Regions from separate parts of the Gossypium hirsutum genome. Here region 2 is linked to region 1. Evidence: chromatin contacts called from public Hi-C data. All regions are on one chromosome and are shown on one strand. Each heading gives the region's core, a stretch centred on a gene start, on an enhancer-like site or on the middle of the called end of the contact. The rest is flanking DNA. Distances are from core to core; before and after follow the strand shown.

The links. A called contact is a pair of places that touch in the nucleus more often than the background predicts.
Region 2: a contact with region 1 is called in a Hi-C map of leaf, with 2.7 times the contacts expected there. The contact joins the promoter of LOC107890468 here to the enhancer-like site in region 1. A contact is called at or near these places in 19 of 34 Hi-C or Micro-C datasets (anther, fibers, hypocotyl and 3 more).

What each region holds. Positions count from the first base shown.
Region 1 is chrA13:82,039,080-82,042,770 of Gossypium_hirsutum_v2.1, reverse strand. No RefSeq gene overlaps it. Among protein-coding and RNA genes, the nearest start is that of LOC121213409, 21 kb to the left of the region's middle. Within about 2 kb of position 1,915, at least 9 of the 9 cell types and tissues checked have an H3K27ac peak or open chromatin away from gene starts, as enhancers often do. A contact at or near this core is called in fibers, hypocotyl and leaf, where this site is marked.
Region 2 is chrA13:82,186,896-82,190,586 of Gossypium_hirsutum_v2.1, reverse strand. LOC107890468 reads right to left here and starts at 1,799. Exons shown (of 12, transcript XM_041084708.1): 1 at 1,255-1,799; 2 at 378-437; 3 at 132-310. The coding sequence starts at 1,401.

The sequences.
Region 1 (3,691 bases), core at 666-3,165:
GAGTTTGTCTCTTTCCAAGAGTTCCTGAGCTAGCTACCCATTGGAAGAGCTACCTTCCAAATATGTTAGGATGGTAGGAGGTTCGCGACCATACAATGCCTGAAAAGGTGTCATGCCAACAGATGTTTGAACGCTGTATTATACCAATACTCCACCCAAGCTAAAAATCTCTCCCATTCACTAGGATCATCCCCCGTCATGCAGCGTAAATACATTTCTAGGCAACGATTTAACGCTTCCATTTGACCATCGGATTGGGGGTGGTAGGTAGAACTAAAACATAATTTTGTTCCTTGTAATTTGGCCAATTCTGTCCAGAATTCACTCAGAAAAATATGATCTCTGTCACTCTCAATTGTTTGTGGGATACCATGTAATTTAACCACTCCTTGCATAACAACACGAGCAATATAGGCACTATCAAAATGTCAAGGCAAAGCAAAAAAATGACCGTACTTTGTAAGACGATCCACGACCACCATAATAGCTTCTTTATGATTAGACATATGCAATCCAACAATGAAATCCATAGATATATCTTCAAATACTTCGGAAGGAATAGGAAGAGGCTGAAGCAAACTTGTTGGAGCAAACCTGCTGGCGATAAATTGTCACTCTTCATACATTGACATTCTTGACAATTAAGAACAAAACGGCGAACATTCTGACGCATTCCTTTCCAATAAAACCCAGCAGAAAAACAATGGAAGGTCCTTGTAATTCCAGCATGACCCCCCAACACTGAACTATGAAATTCACGCAAAAACAAGGTGCGCAAGGCTGTCTCGTTAGGAACCAGAACACGCTCCTGGAATAAACTTAAACCATCTTTGTCATCATATCCAACTAAAGTAGTGGCACCTTGTTGTAAACTAGCTCGAAGCAATTGTATTTAGCCATCGGCGAGTGTTGCTGCACGAATTGCTTCAATAATCCCCAAAATAGGCCGAGAGAGAGCAATAAAACTAGCCAATGTTTCGCACGACAAGGCATCCGCGACCGTATTTTGTTTCCCTAGATGATAGTAAATGTCAAAATCATACAGACCAATTTGGAGAGCCATCGTTGATGTTCCGGGGTCTGTATGGTCTGCTGGTTTAATTCACATAGGGCATGTTGGTCCGTAAGAATACTGAATTTACGACCCATCAAATATTGGCGTTATTTGCCCACCGCTTGTGTTATCGCATACATTTCGCAAGAGTAGGTCGAGGAATTCTACAAACGAGGGCATAATTTCTGACTAAAATAGGCCAAAGGTCTACCCTCCTGAATGAGAACAACCCCGATACCTGATGCGTCTGTTTTGACCTGAAATTCTTTATCGAACTGAGGCAGACCCAGCACCAGAGCAGAACAAAGACATGTTTTAAGGTGCTCTAGTGCCGTTTGAGCAGCAGGAGTCCACTCGAAAGGGTGATCTTTTCATAACAAGTCCGAGATCAGAGCAACGATGGAAGCAAAACCTTTTATAAAGCATTGGTAGTACCCTATAATACCAAGAAAGCTACAGACTTCCCGTAATGTTGTGGGGACAGGCCAATCACGTATCGCCTTGATTTTAGCCGGATCAACAGCTAAACCCTCCCTTGAAATGATATGTCCCAAATACTCAACTGTAGGTTGCCCAAATGTGCATTTGCTTCGCTTGGCAACAAATCCAGTCTCCTGCAATCGTAAGAGGACTTGCCGAACATGCTCCAAATGGTCCTGCCACTAACGACTGTAAACTAGTATATCATCGAGAAAGATCATCACAAATTTGCTTTAAAATGGGCAAAAAATATCATTCATCGTAGCCTGAAAAGTAGATAGAGCATTGGTCAAGCCAAAAGGCATGACAAGAAATTCGTAGTGGCCCTCGTGTGTGCAAAGTGCAGTTTTGTGAACATCGGCAGCCTAAACTCTAATTTGGTGGTAGCTAGCAAGCAAATCAAGCTTTGAGAAAAACTGAGAGTTGCCCAACTCGTCAAACAATTCATCGGCCGTTGGAATACTTGTCTTTGACTGTGACGGTGTTCAACGCTCTATAATCCACATAGAATCACCACGTGCCATCCTTTTTCTTGAAGAGGATGACCGGAGAAGAAAATAGACTAGTGCTCCGACGGATTAAGTTCTAATCCAACATCTGTTGAACTTGGCGTTTGACCTCTGCTTTTTGGAAATATGGATAACGATAAGGGTGAACATTGACTAGCTTTACATCTGGTTGGAGATGTATGGCGTGGTCATTTTGTCGAGTAGGTGGAAGGCCCTGAGGGGGAACAAATATTGACTCAAACTCTTCCAAGAGAGCTACCATGTCAGTCGACTCAACCGAAGGCTCAACCAATGGTGTTTGTTGAAGATGCAACAGATAACACGTGGCAATGACGTTTGCGTCAGCCATCCGACAAAGAGACTGCATATGAACCTGTTAAGGAACTGAACTAGACTCACCCAACCAATGAATGTCGATGGTGCCTTGTCGAAATTGAAACGATAATTTGGAGAAATCCATTATTATTAAACCCAAAGTAACTAGCGACGCGACCCCAAGAACCAATTTGGTACCTTCCAAGGGAATCACATAAAAGTCTATCACAATTTCAGTCCCTTGAACACGTAAACGAAGATCCTTGATACACCCCCCATTCTACAGTTTTTGACTATTGCCTACCATGACTCTAAAATTAGAAGTAGATGTAATCGAAAGTCTCAAATGCTTAGCCACGCGAGACTGAAGATAGAATTATGCGTATTACCGCCGTCGATGAGAATTTGAACCTGATGACCAGAAATGTTCCCTACGACTCAAAAGGTATTAGGGTGAATACAACCTGCCAAGACATTCAAGAAAACCAAGGATTGATCCTGACCAGATTCATCAATGTCATCACCGTCCCAGGTAACAATGAGTTGTGGTGGTTGTGGTAGAGTTGAAACAACGGATGTGCCTTCATCATCCAAAAGAAATAGTTGAGGGTCTTGAATTTATGCCCAGGCATATACTTGGCATCATAGTAATAACACAGCCCCTTTTCACAGCGTGCTTAAGCTTCAGCCGAAGAAATATGTCGAGGCATTGGAATAGTGGAAATTGCTGGATTGGGTTGATCTACTGGAGGGGGACAGCCCGGTTGAAACTTAGGCCCAGTAACAACTAGATTGGGAGTGGGTAATAATGGTGGTAGCTTGTTGGAGGAGGCCCGACCCAATTGCCGTTTATCGTGTAAACGAGCTTCCTAAAATCAAGAAAGTGCCTGAACCTTGATCATAGAAGAAGAACAATGACTAAACACCTCATTCTTGATATCTTCCTGCAAGCCTGATATAAAGCAGTGCATTAAAAACTAATCGGATAAATTATGAGTACGTAAAGCTAAATCCTCAAACTAAGATTGATAATCCTCCACTGTCGTTGTTTGAGTCAGTTTGGATAATTGTCCCGTTGGTGATTCAATTTCCAAAACAATGAATCGCTTTCTAATCGAGTCAACCAAGTGATTCCACCCGGCCAGATGCCATCGGTATTACATCCACCGAAACCATTTGTTCGCCGTGCAATCCATTTCGAAAGAAGCCATAGTGACGCGGTGATGGTCTTCCATACCGTAGAACTCAAAGAAATCATGGGCCGATGCTAACCATTCCTCTGGATCTTTCCCAGTAAACAAAGGAAGTTCCACTTGAACAAGTTTTGGAGCAA
Region 2 (3,691 bases), core at 550-3,049, 150 kb before region 1:
AAAGATGTTACGTAATTTCATCTGGAAAAGCTTGCCAGATCCAGAAAAGGCATACTTCCATGGATGATTTAACTTCAAACAAAGTAGCTAAAATGAAGTTTTAAGTAAAAACAGATAGTTACAAGCCTTACTCATCATCTGATAAATAAGGACCTCCATCAAAATAATCACCCAAAAACAAAATCACTTCTGGTTTGAAAGGAAGGATGGATGAGAAAAAGGCTCTGCGCATGAACAAATCTGTATAGAATTGTACAAACTCCAAAGCAAGTGATTTAGACGGCAGGCGAAGGGAGGTTTTGTCCATGATCTGTTAAAGACAACAAATATATGTTAGAATGCAACAAGGATGAATAACAGGACGAGGACAAGAGTACCTGTGGATCAGCAATAACAGCCACTTTGACATAATCAGCCGCATAACCTTTTCCATTCATCTAAACTTGCAAAACAAAAACTGTTAGTTCCTCTGTTGATTCGCTCATGAGCATGATAAAATGCGCAATAAACTGCATCAATGTGTTCTATTTGAGTTATACAGTGTTATCATCCATAATCACACCCAGAGAATCATTAATTGAGCACACTATAGTTTTAAGGAACTTAAACAGGTGCCAAGAATTCCTGAAATGTATAATGAGTATAGTTCAAACACTAGATTCCTTTGTACTAGGTGTAACAGATTAGCACTAAATAAGCATCATTCCAGTTTATCTAAGTAAATAACCAAAAGAAAAATGATCTGATAACAAATGTTAATTTGATGCTTTTGCTACTTTCTTTCATTCGGAAAGATAAAAATGAGTAGAGCATTTCACACATAAATAAGTAATCTTTTAGGGTAATTAAAATTTAATCAAATATAGGGAATTAGCTTTGAATCATTGAAGTTTGGGTTTCAACATATCTTCTGAAAGCAAAAAGCCTCAGGAATCGACAGCACAATTGTTAATACCAAAAATATCCCAATGCTGAAAGTTAAAACGTAAATTTTATTAAAAAGATACTAAACCCCACCACTGATTGCTTTCAGTCTTTTTTTGTTGTTGTTGTGGCTAAATAGAACTCAAATTTCTGCATATTTCAACCCTTTCAAAAGTAAATTTGCTTTTATAATTGCATCTTCTAAAATCAACATATTCTCAGCTTGGAACATGTTAATAATAGTAATGGAAATGAGATCAATTCAAATATCAATAAAACAAAAAGAAAAATGAAGATCAAATTAGTGAAAAGAGACGACAAGAAAATTACAGTGGAATCGGAAGAAGAGGATGAGGAAAGGTGAGGCCAAGAGCAAGAGAAGAGAAAGGGCATGTAAAAGGAGAACATCTCGCCGTAAAGGATGGTTGCAGTCCATATTAGGCATAGAAGCAGAGTCAATTTCTCGTGCCCTTTCATCTACTCTTTCTTTCTTGCTCGGATTCACTTAAGAAACCCTTTGGCGTTGAATGTTTGATCTACAACTGGATAATAAAGGTTTTCGGTGGGACGATGGAGAGAGAAAGAGACTCGGCCACGAGATCCGGCGGATCAGTGCAGTAAAGCCTGAGCCTAACAAGATCACCACAGAGTCAAGACATAAACAAGCGTTCAGATACGCTTTTTTTTTCTTCTTTTTTCCCTTTATTTTTGTTAGACACAGTAGACTATGTTACGACTTGGGCAGGTATGCGGGATGCTCGTCAGCTATGGTAAGATTTGTCGGTTAAAACTTAACAGTAAACCAACCCCTCAGGCTCAGGATTTTCTTCGCTTTTTTTATTGTCATAAAGAACATTGATAGATTAATTAAACATAACTCTGATGGACTCGGCACGCATAATGGGTAATAAATAGTTCGGTGGCTGTCGACAACAAAAGTGAAAAGTCCACGATTAGAGGATATTAACTAGGCTACTTAAGGGTATACAAAAAGGGATTCATCAAATTTTTGTTACAAATCAAACTAATAACAACCGAACCATCAAGCTCTACAATAATATTAGCTATCTTCTTGTCCCTAACAAGCATTAGACTACTTTTAAAAGTTTAAAACTCCGCTTGAACACTCATAACATGTGAGATATAACTATAAACTCTAATAACCTAATTTATTATATTATCTCCAATGATCATATGTGTTTTTGCCTTTCCAAGATTAGCAAGAACAAAACTATCTGTGTTTAGTTTAAATCATCTTGAGAGGGATGGTTATTATTTGATATCTATTATTGTAAGTAGTTTATATCTATGAAGAGGTGTAGATAGAGCATGAAATTCTACAACTTTAGAAAGAGTTATGGAGCTACTTGATTTGTCTCGACTCTTTCATGAAAAATGACGACATTTTGAGACAATTAAATTTATCATAACATAGAAGCAAAAATCACTTTCTAAGAAATTCTATAGAGATGATGCCAATTCTTGTCATTTTTCTCTAATCATTCGTGAAGCATAATATTATTTACGCTTTAGTTAGTCTCCCTTGGCCAAATTCAATTCTATCATTGTTTTATAACTGCATAGTCTCTTAGTAAGTGGCTAAGTGTTTCTAGTGTGTTAGGCATAATGAACTCTTGTCCTCTATATTTATTCCCCTACTACCAAAGAATGCTCTGGTTGGGACAATTTAAAGGAAACATTTCCAAAGAAAGATTCGTATTTTAGGAAAGACTTTAGATTTCCCAATAAGCTTTCACTAGGGTAAAGAGTTAAAGTGGTTTTCAACACTAGGATTCCTTCTATTCACAATAGAAGTGTTAGCACTAGCCATAGTGAAACTATTTATAGGATTTAGATTCCAACATAAAGTTTCATTTCCATGGGCCACTAAAAGTCTTGGTGTACTAAAGAACTAATTCAAACATGTTAGGAGTAAGTGTATTAAGGGTGTCATTATTACCCTCCCTAAAGGCTTTATTAATCATTTCATTTTTTTCACAAAACATTGTTTAAAAAAAAGTACTTATTTGAAAACCTTAATATTAAATTTGAGCATTTAACCAATTCAATATACAGTAATTCAAGGAAAACATGGGGATGGAAATAAATAGTACAAATTCATATATTTATAAATTTGGATAATATTTAGATTTAGATATTCAAATTATTAGTAATAAGGGATTCAAAGAAAATATGAATATTAACCTTTGGATATCCATTATGTAAATCTATTTTGTTTTTTGTTTTTTTTTTTTTTTTGCAGATAACAAATACAAATTTAGATAATGGATATATAAATCCTCTTTATTTGTTCGAATTTGAATATCTGAAATACTTTTTAATTTTTTTTACTTTTTTACTTAATAATTGCAGATATTTCATGTACAATACAATTTAGATTTAATGCGAAAAAAATGGATTCAAATCTTAAAACAAATTTACAAATTCGAATATAAATTTTTTATTTTTTATTACTTAATAATTGCAGGTATTTAATGGACAGTACTATTTATATTTGATGCATTGTCATCCCTAAAGAAACCCTCCAATCATACACGTATCTAAGATATGGTTAAAGGTTATAATAAAGGTATTGAATATTAAAAATAAGTGCAGTTAATAGCTTAATCAAATTTCCATCCACAATAGCAAATTTATCTTAATTCTTATACACCAAAACGTCTTTCAAATAAAATAAACTACCACCCATTCAACAAATACCTCCAAAAGTCCTTCCAACAGCAGGATTCGCATCGTTGCATACTCC